2 separate regions of the Cricetulus griseus genome follow, and region 1 is linked to region 2. Evidence: chromatin contacts called from public Hi-C data. All regions are on one chromosome and are shown on one strand. The core of a region is the stretch at or near the end of the contact, and the rest is flanking DNA. Distances in the headings are between cores, read along the strand shown. Region 1 overlaps Lgmn (legumain). Region 2 holds the start of Golga5 (golgin subfamily A member 5).

Region 1 (6,034 bases), core at 125-2,624, 42 kb after region 2:
TCAGGTAAACCAAAGGGAACGGATCAGTTGTGTTCCTTAGCCTTCCACTGTCAGTGTCTGACAGTGTGTAACATTCTAAACTGTCCTCCCCATAGCATCTCCTGAGGCATTAAGGTAGAATTGACTTGAGCTGGCTCACCATTCCATTTAACTTTTTTACTTGGGGGCCCATGCTTTGCAAGTGATGTGGTAGGGGATACAGAACCAGGAGAAAAGGCCCACTGGCCTCATATTAACAAAACTGGTTCCTGTGGGAACACCCAAGTATCAGATATTTGGTCAGGTGTGTATGTGTGGGGTGATGGCTGATTTTTTTTTTTCCCCCTGAGACAGGGTTTCTCTGTGTAGCTTTGGAGCCTATCCTGGCACTTGCTCTGGAGACCAGGCTGGCCTCGAACTCAGAGAGATCCGCCTGCCTCTGCCTCCCAAGTGCTGGGATTAAAGGCGTGCACCATAAACGCCCAGCTGTGTTGGCTGATTTTGTGTGTCAACTTGACATAAGCTAGAGTCATCAGAGAGAAAGGAGCCTTAGTTGAGGAAATGCCTCCATGAGATGCAGCTGTAAGGCATTTTTCAATTAGTGATCAATGGAGGAGTGCCCAGCCCATGGTGGGGGGGATGGTCCTGGGTTCTATAAGTAAGCAGGCTGAGCAAGCCATGTGGAGTAAGTCAGTAAGCAGCTCCCCTCCATGGCCTCTGCATCAGCTCCTGCCTCCATGTTCTTGCCCTGTTTGAATTCCTGTCCTGACTTCTTTTAGTCAACAGTGATCTGGAAGTGTAAGACAAATAAACCCTTTCCTTCCCGACTTGCTTTATGGTCATGGTGTTTCGTTGCAGCAATAGAGACTCGTAAGATGTGTGTGTGTGAGAGAGAGAGAGGGGGCTGAGAAGGAGAGAGAGACAATTGGAGAATGGGGGTAAGAGAGGGGAGGGCAGGGAGCCTCTGCAGAAGGGGCTGTGGGAGAGCTGAGTGTTGTGTGTGAGCTGTGGCAACACAAAACCACAGCAAGGCAGTAGCCAGTCTGTTAGGTACCAGAGCCTCCTCCGTGTTTTAAATGGCAAGTGTGGAGAGCCCTAGGTTGGCCACCTAAACTCAGGCCCATTTGACTCATCCGTTTTCCAATTTTGAGGTCCTGTGTCCAGATAAGTGCTCCTTGTTACAAAATGATTACAGCAGCTCTGTAGAGGAGAGGCCACCTGTGCCAGTTATCCGCCTGGCTCTCTCTCTCGTGTAAGCATTTCCTTACAGTGGGGGACTTTGCCCTGTCTGGCCGGCGACAGTTGCATCACAGATCACATGCTTATGTTAACATCAGTTCCTGGAGAAGGGAAGGGAGTTTCTGGTTCTGACTCAGAGAAGTTCCTGATGGGATTATGTTAGAGTGATTCACAGTCCAGAGAGACTGGAATAGGGATGGTGGGGAGAGCGGGACTAAGTGAACAGTGAGCTGACTTAGAAGGACAAACTTACCAAGCCTCATTTTCTTCATTTTGACAGAACCAGGCAGCTGAAATTTGATGGACACTGTCATGGTGGTGCACGCCTTTGATCTCAGTGCTCAGGAGGCAGAGGCAGGTGGATCTGTTTGAGGCTAGCCTCATCTACATAGTGATTTCTAGCCTAGTTGGGGTTATATAGTGAGACTCTGTACTTTTTTTTTTTTTTTTTAAATTCTGGCTGTTCAGAAACTCACTATGTAAACTTACAGAAATCCACTCGCCTCTGCCTTCCAGTGCTGGGATTAAAGGTGTGTGCCACCATGCCTGGCTAATACAATTTTTTTTTTTTTTTATAGAGAAGTTGGGTTGATTTCTGTGTAAGTACTAACAGGGGTGTGGCACCCCGGACCCTGTGAGCCTGCTTAGACCTCCCCCAACCCCATCCTCACCACTATTGCCTGTCTTAGGACCAATCAGCAGACTCTTCCAGGAAGGGCCAGGCAGTAAGTGTTTGAGTGTTTGGAGTGCAGAGAGGCAAAATGCAGACTGATGGGGACTGGATTCAGGCAGCAGGAGTTGGGGAGGGGAAGCCGCAGGGTGCTGGCAGCAGCAGACAGTGCCAGCCATACAGTCTGTCCTCGAGACAAGCTGTTCACTTAGGCTTTGAAGTTAGTCTTCATTTGTGCAAAGGTCAGCTGCCTGTGCTTGAGGCAAAGCATCCTTTGAAGAAGGCATGCAGGGAGAGGGTTGGGGAGCCCTGGGTGGGGCTGGGGTGGGGCTGTGAACCCAACGGTGATGAAGATGGTGAGTGTTTGGGGTAGCTGGAGTTGCTCTCCCTATAGTACCTGCTGTATAACGGGAACAAAGGACATCAGCTCACTAAACCTCAGCCTCTTCCTTTGGACTTGGTGGAAGGCTGGGCCAGGCACTGCAGACGCCCCCCCCCCCCAGCTCAGCACCTCCCCACCACTGCACTTGGGTGCAGATAGCCTGGGAGGCAGGATTCTGAGGAAGCAGGATGTAGGAGGTCAGGAGGGGGGAGCTGCATGCACCTATCAGGCAAGCATACCTGGTGAGAAAGCTTTTCCCCAGGAATAAATACAGCACACACCAACTGTATTTAGCCTTCGCTTCAAGTGACCTATCTACTGCGCTTACAGCTGGTGCTGATGGGTGATGCCCACTGTACCCGTGACATTGTGAGAGGCTTCAGTACGGGATTCCTCAGTGAGGCTGGCCAACTCCCAGTGTCAGCCTTGAAGTCAGCTGAGTCACAGTGATTTCTGCTCCCTGTAATGAGGTCATGCTCAGCTCAGCATCACCTCCTTTGGCTTTTTCTGAGGGGAAAACACCAGTTGTGCTGATTCCACATTATCTGAGTTCATTGAACTCCACTTGATTTCATAGTAACTCAGGGCAGAGCCCTTTTACTAAGTAAGGCAGGGGCAGCTGGCTACTTCCGAGGACCCTGCTGCTCTTTCTTGCATGAAGAGATCTGTAGTCAAAATGCTTGGCTTTTTTCTCCACGAGCCTACTGTGATTAGAGTGGGTCACCCCCTGTCCCCCAGCTGTACGTTGGACCTTTATCGACTGAGAACTAATGAGATAGGGGCCCGAGGTCAGTCCAGAGCAGATGGAAAGGTCGCCGCACTTGGTCTCACACTTAGCGGGCCCACTTGTCTGACAGCTCCTGAGTGCTGAACCCATGCTTCCCATAGCAGTCACAGCAAATGGATGCTAAACCCAAGTATTTGCCACCACACAGGTCCGTCTGAATGGACATCTGCAGGCAGAAGCCTGGCATTGTGCATGCTTTATTTTCTTCTTCGACACCTCATGTGTTTCGTGAGGTGCTGTGTTGTAGCTGTATATACTGCAGTGTCTGCCTAAGGGTGCTGCTGCTAGTCACAGCTGTGTTTATATAGGAGTCTGTTCCTGGAATGACATTGTTAGTGAAAAGTTAGGCAATGTGTTTCCTTCCTCCCTGACCTCAGTTGTTCTGCACAGAGTGTAGTGTGACCAACTGAAACCAGGAATTCCAACAGGGATGGTTTCTGTTCCCTTTGATTGCCTTTTTTTTTTTGTTTCAAATTATGATACTAATCATTTTTGTTGGTGGTGTTTCAAGACAGGGTTTCTCTGTAGCTTTGGAGCCAGCTCTGGAACTTGCTCTGTAGACCAGGCTGGCCCTGACAGATCTGCCTGCCTCTCTGCCTCTGCCTCCTGATTGCTGGGAATAAAGGTGTGCGCCACCACTGCCAGGCACTAATCATTTTCTTTAAAGACAGGATCTCATGTTGCCTAGGCTGACTTCAAACTCATTGCACAGCTAAGGAACTTGATCTTCTTGTCTGCCTTTACCTCCCCAAAATGTATTACAAATGCAAGTGTGCCCCATCATACCAGTTTGTGTGGTGGTGTGCTTGAACTTAGAGCTTTTGGCATGCTAGGCAAGCACTCTGCCAACTGAGCTACATTCCTAACCATCATCACCAAAACAGCAGTTCCTAAATTGTGCTTGCTTGCTCTGTCTGTCTGTCTATTTATCTGTCTGTCTGTCTGTCTGTCTACCTACCTACCTACCTACCTACCTACCTACCTACCTACCTACCTACCTATCTATCTATCTATCTATCTATCTATCTATCTTGCTCTGTAGTCCAGACTGGCCTTGAACTCCTGTTTCTCCTGCATATACTTCCAAAGAACAGGGATTACAGATGTGCCTCACAAGCCTGCCTTCTGAGTTGGACTTTGAGATGTCACACTTGCCAGAACAGTGACTGTTGGGTGAATCAGAAGCTGTGAACTTGTTGCTTCATCCTTCTGGGGCACTCTGTTTGAGAACCGAATTCATGCTTTTGCACTTTGATGTGGTATGGAATATGAAAACAAGTTGCTTAGGACTTTCAAGGGCCTGTTAACCTGCAGGTGTGATAGTGTGTGCCTGTGTGTATAAACACCTGTGCCTGTGTATTTATGCATATCTGTGCCCATGTGTTTCCACACATGGGCCTGATTGTACTGCCTTACTATCAGACACGTATGTGGATAAGAGTGGGGATCTTTTAAAATTGAAGTTAAAAAAAAATGAATGTTGTAAAAAATAATCATTTCAAACCTTGGCCAGTAGGGAGCCTTCTGTAAGATAGAAGCACCTCGAAATGGACTGCCTCCCCTGTGATATCTAAAAGCCAGGGGAATAATTTCTTCCAGGCAGATGCATGCCACGCTTACCAGATCATTCACCGGAACGGGATTCCTGATGAGCAGATCATAGTGATGATGTACGACGACATTGCCAACTCTGAAGAGTAAGTGGGGAGCTTTGAACTTGGCCATGAAACAGAATTTAAAAACAGTCAGACTTATGGGGCTCCTTAGGACAGTGGCCCAGTGTGGAATGGTGGCCCCGGGATAAAAGCCACAGGGATTGTCATGTGTTGAGCTCCCAGCATGTGTTAGGGCACCGTGGGGGTGGTGGGAAACTGGAGACGAGCAAAAGGAGGTACTCTTGAGAGGGTCAAAGCAGAGAGGTTAAAGCACTGCACCCCGAAGTTGGGAGCTGTCCTCAATCTCTGAGCTGAGGCACTTGCCTGAAGATGGTTCTAGTCTGTGCAGGACCTCCCACCATGCTCCTTTCTGGCATGTGTTTAGTCTTATATACAGTTCTCTTGCACACTTGCCCAAGTTTTCTGGGAACTGAGAAAAGACAGGTATGGCTCTGAGCTAAGCAACTCCTGGGCTCTGGCAGAGTCCCTTCTGATTGTGGCACTTGAGCCTGGGTGTTCAGTTTTGCTTTGTGTCCTGTTTGGTTTTTTTAGATAGGATTTCTCTGAGTAGCCCTGGCTGTCTTGGAACTTGCTCTGGAGATCAGGCTGGCCTTGAACTCACAGAGATCCACCTGTCTCTGCTTCCTGAGTACAGGGATTAAAGCTGTTTGTCAGCACCACAGGCTTTTTTTTTTTTTTTTTTTTTTGAGAGCAGTGTTGTTTGCATGATCTTACTCTAAGATGCTCTGGTTACCAGCAGGGGCAGGACACCTGCACTTTGGATCCTCTCCAGGGTTTTAAGATCTCTTTTCCTCTCTGCTCTCACCAGTGATGTCACACTTGCCAGAACAGTGACTGTTGGGTGAATCAGAAGCTGTGAACTTGTTTCATCCTTCTGGGGCACTCTGTTTGAGAACCGAATTCATGCTTTTGCACTTTGATGTGGTATGGAATATGAAAACAAGTTGCTTAGGACTTTCAAGGGCCTGTTAACAGGTTGCTGAGATCCCCAGCTGCTCAAGCAACATGCACTGGTGCCTATCCAGGCGACAGGAAGTATCTTCAGGAGCAGAGTTGTCTGCTGTTTGTTCATATGATGGCGGGTTTTGAGGGGGAAACACATATGTGTTTTAATTGTGTCCTTTACCTTTAATTTTCAGCAACCCTACTCCAGGCATTGTGATCAACCGACCTAATGGTACAGATGTGTATGCAGGGGTCCTGAAGGACTACACAGGAGAGGTAAGGGCATGCTCACCTGAAGCCAGTGGCTTTGGGTCTTAGTTCATTGATATCTCCCCTCCCTTATTTGTGCTTAAGAA
Region 2 (6,191 bases), core at 3,210-5,709:
TATAAATATTTGCCTGTATGTATGTCTGTATACCTTGTAAATGTCCTGTGCCCATGAAGGCCAGAAGAGACTATTGGGTTCCCTGGAATCGAAGTTGCAGACAGTTGTGAGCTATCATGTGGGTGCCATGAATCAAACCCAGGTCCTCTGGAAGAGCAGCCAGTGCTCTTAACCACTGAGCCATTTCTCCAGCCCCACATTTAACTTATTGTTTTTTAAATTTTATGGGCAGAAGGGGACTTTTCACAAGGGTAGATAAACAAGCAATAATAAGGTGAACTCCTCAAGTGTCTTTGGTAACTGCACAAATGCAAACTAAAGAAACAAGAAGCCAGATGTGGTGGTAATCCCACCTCTTGGGAGGCTGAGGCAGAGGATCACCTTAAGATTGAGGCTGATCTATGAGATCAAGGGCAGCCTGGGCTAGAATAGTTCTCAAAATTAATATCACAATGAGATCCAGGCTGGTGGCATATGTCAGTAATCCCAGCACTTAGGAGAATAAGGTGGAAGGATAAAAGTTCTAGATCTTGTCTTAAAATACCAATAAATAAATTAAGTAAAGAAAGACTTTCTCCAAAAATTTGACAATAGGCTCAACAGGATGAGGCTCTTGCTGCTAAGCCTGACAACCTAAGTTAAATCCCCAGAACCCACGTCGGAGAGAAGCAATCCCTCAAACTACCCTTTGATGGGCTTCTGTGGCACATGTGCACCCACACCTCCAGAAAAATCTCTTCATTGGGTCCAATAAAAAAAAAAGCGTGTTAAAGATCTGAACGTAGAATTTACAAATTGAATGCAAGGATTTATCACGACTTAACTGAAACTCACAGGCTATTTTATCTGATTTCAATGCTATCAAGTTAAAAATCGTAAAAGTAGAAAATTTTCATATTTGTAACTAAGGGAAAATTTTAAGTAGCTCAAAGTCCAAAGAAAAACAATAATTAAGTTTATAATACATGTAAGTTTTTTAAAAAAAATCTGTATTTGTTAGTCAATAAACAATATTGTAAAACGAAGACGGTAGGGTAGCCTATAGATAAAAATGATATTAAGATCTCAAATCTTTGGAATCTCAAAGAGACCACTTTTTTTTTTTTTTTTTAGACAGGGTTTCTCTGGAACTCATACTATAACTTAGGATGACACATCTAATCTGCTTAATTCTGAAAGAAACAGGACTGATTAACTACCAGGACTTTGGCTCCCAGGACTTTCTTCAGTGGCCTGGATGGTAGTTATACTGGTGTTCACAGAACTGACATTTGAGGACTGAGAGCTTGGAAAGACGGGTCCTTTGCCCTTCTCTTTCTTGATTTCCACTCTCCCAGTGGGCTCCTTCTGGGAACTGTTAAGAAAATCAAACAGCAGCTCATCATCAGGCTCTGACTTTTTCCTTCGGACAAACTGTGACGAAGGTCTAGGGACAGATGCATGTTCAGTGGCATGAGAGGCCTCCCCAGCTGTCCTGGATCCCACTTTCACATTTGATGTGCCAGCTAAGACAGTGGCATTTTGATGTCGGATGTTATCAGCAGCTGAGGAAATATAGTTAGCTTTAGGTCCAGTCTGGTATGTTGAATCTGTGTTTTGCTGGTGAAGTTCAGGATAGTCAGGATTTTTGCTATAATAGATGTTGCTGGTATTCTCCTTTCTGAGAGCTGTTGCAGCCCCTTGATCAACTCGATTTAAAAGATCTTCTGCCCTTCCAGCAAGATCAGCAAACCAAGACATGATGGTAGCAGGATAATCCTATTGTTGAGTCTGTAAAAAAAAAAAGGGGGGTGGGGAGGCAAGATACGATCAATGTATCATCCGGAAAGAGTCCTGGGTTAAAATCTAATCTGGCCTCTTACTAGCCAGGCAACCTTGACCAAATTACTGATAGAAGCTGAGAAACCTTATCATGAAAACATAAGACAGTAAGTAATCTTCCTTAGAGAATGTTTCTGTCAATGTTCTGTAATGGGTTTGTGCTGTGCTGCCTAAGCTACCGTGAACAAACCATCTTCCTATCTGACTGCCAAGTAGTTGGGGCTTCAGGAAATCACCACACCCAGGTTAAAATGGTTTTAGGACCAAACAATAGAGGAAAACATTTTTTGAGATGCTTGACACACAGAAACCCCTCTAGTAAATTCCACTATCATTATTACAATTACAATTTTCCTTGTTATCTCAATGAAGGGAAATCTTAACACAGAAAAAACACACGTGAGAGACTATGCTGTGTTCCCCACACTGAATTCCAAACCTAAAAACATCAGAATGGAGACAGGGTCTTTAAAGGTGTAATTTAAATTAAACTGATGTTTGTATTAGAAGAAATGTATACACAAATCTTCATAAAAGAGAGTTGACAGCCATTTGTAAGCCAAAAGACAAGTCTCAGAAATCAGCCTGAGCCAAGAAAGCTGGGCAGGTAAAAGCCCTTGCCCTGAAGCTTGACAATCTGAGTTCAATCCACGGAACCCATCGGGGAACAAGATTGAGGACTCAGGAAAGCTGACCTCTGGCCACACAACTGCAACATAGCTAACAAGTAAATAGAAGTAAGCAAATATATACAAACCAACCTTGTCAACACCTTCATCTCAGACTTAGAACAGTGAGAAAAATCAACTTCTACTGTCCAATCTATCTAGCCTACGACACGGTTTCATGGATGCCCTAACAAATTCATACAGATTCAAATAGCAAAGGACACGCTTGGCAAAATCTCACCCAAATAAAAACACTTCTCTGAAATTAGTTTCAAAGGGTCGAACTTGTGGGTGGGTGGGTGTGGAACCTCCTGATTTTCACTATTATAAAGCTATCGTTTATGTAAGCACATAAAGTTCTTGGTAAATTTTTAATAATTTAAATATTTAATACCTACCATGTAATACCTACCATGTGCATGTTAAGCTGAGTCCAAATTATTTTGAAATGACTGTATAAATGATTTATTCAACCAACACATTTGAACACTTACAGGTGCCACATAAGTCAAAGCAATGAATTAATTAACCTTCATGCTATAGAAGAAAGTAAGCTGCAAAGTCAAAAATGATTGATGAATGTAGTCAGCATTCCTTTAGCCTGGACTTATGTGGCTAACTCTTGAGCTTTCTTCACTAAAATAGCATTAGAGTTATCTTTCCATCTAAGCTGGGTCCTTTTTTTTTTTTTTTTTTTGGTTTTTTTCGAGACAGGGTTTCTCTGTGGCTTTGGAGGCTGTCCTGGAACTAGCTCTTGTAGACCAGGCTGGTCTCCAACTCACAGAGATCCGCCTGCCTCTGCCTCCCGAGTGCTGGGATTAAAGGCGTGAGCCACCAATGCCCAGCTAAGCTGGGTCTTTTTATTCTGTGTGCATAACCCTCATTTGCCTTACAGTGCTTCAGGATACTATAACTGTTGGGTTTTTTTTATATTATTATTTTTAAACATCTGTCTCTCCTTGGGGAAAGAGGAGTGGGTAGACCAACACAATGCCTGTTTTGTTCACCAACCAATTCCCAGAATCCAACCTACACAGGCACTCCTAGAAACACTACTGAAGCAATTCATCTTCATATGCCAACTGTTGTACACGCAGTATCACGAACAACTCTCATTTCAATGTAGTAAATTGCAATGTCCTTTTAAAAACCAACATTGATACTGTTTAGAAAGATCCCAGAGCTTAGATGGCACCTCAGACATTGAAATCTAAGTCAACCCAGTGTCAAGCCCACCTTTTAACCCGTTCCTCTCCATATCTAACCTCCTTAGGGAGTTCACCGTTTATAAACACATTCCTTAGGAAACCCATTAGGTGTGTACTTCAGTTTATGAGAGAAATTAAATAACAACGTAATGACATGCATTTTCTGACCCGTAAAACTGCACACAAGCGTTAAGCAAAATTTGGTGATGAGCGAGAGAAAACTAACTGTCCTAAAAAAAAGGCCTATAGACAACGTATTAATTAATTAATGTTTTGCCTCCCATCTGAAAGTTAACGGGGCTTTATTCACAGGGATTACAGACACTGAGCTGGGGCCTGGGGAGGCACTGGTGGTGCAAAGCCACCTGAAAGGTCAGATGTCACACAGAGGCGGGGTCAGGGGTCAGCGGAGCCTGGGTGGCCGGGTGGGGAGGACACACCCCCACTGCGCCCCCACGGCAAGTTAGAGTCGGGGGGCGGAGGGCACTCAGCCTCGGTGGCCGGACCCCGCGGGGCTGCGGCGTCCCCTTCCTCGGCGGAGACCCGGTCCCACAGGCCAAGCCGTCCCGCCCGCGGCCTGGTCGCGCCTCACCTGAGGACGCCGAGCGACAACGCCACGGCCTCGTCGCCCACCCGGGCCGCCTCAGCAGCGGGCTGCTCCCGGACCTGCCGGCTACCTCTTCCGGGAGACGTGGAAGGGCGGCGAGGACCTCAAAACAGAGTGGCCGCCCAGCTGCCTGAGTGGCGGGGAGCCGAGCGCCGCCGGCCGCCTAGCAGGCCACTCAGGCGGTGGCGCCGGCGTCCGCGGGGCCCTAGCGCCTGGCCACGCCCCGCTTCCGTAGGTGGCCGAACCCGGCGCCGCGCCAGCGTGCGTGTGACGTAACCACCGCCTACACGCGGCTGGGACAACATTGCGGGTCACGCCCCACCCTGCAAAGGGGCGTGGTCTGACGCCGGCCACGTGGTGGTGGGCGGGTCCGGTCTGAAGTGGGCGGGGCGTGAGCATCTCGGTGAACCCGCCCAGGCCTCTGGATGAGGGTTCTGAAGCAGCGGATGGGAATACAGAAGACATGAGCCCTGGGCCTGTGGGATGGTTCAGCATAGAAATAGCCACGCCTGACGGCCTGAGTTCCAGGACACACAAACACACACATTAAGAATATAATCTAAAAAGAAAACCTGCAGCCTCCAAAGCCACAGAGAAACCCCGGTCTCGAACCCCAAACACCCCCCCCCCCCCGCCGCCAAAAAATATAGAAAAAAAAAAAGAAAAGAAAACCTGATCACTGATTTCATGGAGCTTGCTTTCAAGTGACAGAGGCAGATATTACCTAAACCAGTGAATGAACAATAATTTCAGAGCATTACCAAAGATGTAAATCAAGAAAAATCAGAGAAGTGACCAGAGGCAGGAAAATAAATCAGGCTGTCGGGGTCCCTTGAAGAAGAGATAGCTTGAGCCGAGACCTAAAGGTCAGAGTAAAGGGCTTTCCATTCAATAGTACTATGGTTATGTCCTGCATATAGTTCACAGACTCTGAAATCATTGTTCAATAATAAAATCTGTGTTCAATAATTCACTAAATGCTGTATCTACTGGGTGAACAGGACAGAGCTAATTTGGCCCTAATGAAAAGCCTACAATATATTCTCAAGTGTGTGCATTTGGGCATTGAGGAAACTAAGACTCAGAGATGTTAACCTGTCCAAGACTGTCATCCTAAAAAGGTATCCATCTCACTCCAAGTCTGTGCTCCTAGACTCCATATTAAACATTGGGAATAATTGCAAACCACTTTCTTCCTATCAAGGCGGTTTAGCCCAGTCCAAGTGAGGAGCAGCAGAGGCAGGTAATCGTCTCTATGGTTTTAGAGCCCTTATTAAATGGAGAACAGTTTTCAGGCTCCTTGAGCTGCTTCGTTCAATTTTCACAGCACGTTAAGCAAGGCACTGTCCTTTACTGTGGGGCAGGTGGCACTGCAGCTCTCAACTAGCAAGTTGCTCTTCCTGTTTAGGGTTATTTGCCATCATTGGTGACCGGGTGACTACAACACATCCCAAGATGGAGACACAGGGATACCGTTTCCAGCTCCGCTGATGTCAGTTTGATCATATGAGAGAAAGTAGTAGATTGAGCACGGCCAGAAGACACAGAATCACAAGTACTGTTACACAATTCCGAGTCCATGTTGACATCCTGGTCTTTTCACCTCCTACCCTAAGCTTCTCCAGTTCATGCTCTTCTTATGACCCTGCTATTTGGGCTACGCTCTCTCTTTTGCCCACGTTCTCTTCTCCTTGTCTTTCTCTCTGTGTCTCTCTCCTACTCCCTGTCTCTGCTCTCCACATCCTCCTTCTCTCTGTGCCCCCTACCCTCACAGGTCTGCTCCTGCTTCTCTCATGGCCTGGCCCAGTCTTCTGGCCGTGCTCAATCTACTGCTTTCTCTCTTTGCTCTGGACTCTTCCAGATGCCCCTGCCTGTTCTCTATCTCTC

The links. Hi-C and Micro-C count contacts between places; a contact is called where the count stands out from the background.
Region 1: a contact with region 2 is called in a Hi-C map of fibroblasts, with 2.5 times the contacts expected there. The contact joins the enhancer-like site here to the promoter of Golga5 in region 2. A contact is called at or near these places in 2 of 8 Hi-C or Micro-C datasets (the CHO-K1 cell line and fibroblasts).

What each region holds. Positions count from the first base shown.
Region 1 is chr5:103,634,692-103,640,725 of CriGri-PICRH-1.0, forward strand. It overlaps Lgmn (legumain), which reads left to right. Exons shown (of 14, transcript XM_027419160.2): 3 at 4,657-4,754; 4 at 5,873-5,954. Among named protein-coding and RNA genes, the nearest start is that of Lgmn, 19 kb to the left of the region's middle. Within about 2 kb of position 1,375, at least 5 of the 6 cell types and tissues checked have open chromatin away from gene starts, as enhancers often do. A contact at or near this core is called in the CHO-K1 cell line and fibroblasts, where this site is marked.
Region 2 is chr5:103,589,635-103,595,825 of CriGri-PICRH-1.0, forward strand. Golga5 (golgin subfamily A member 5) reads right to left here and starts at 4,460. Exons shown (of 11, transcript XM_027419162.2): 1 at 4,290-4,460; 2 at 1,200-1,770. The coding sequence starts at 1,740.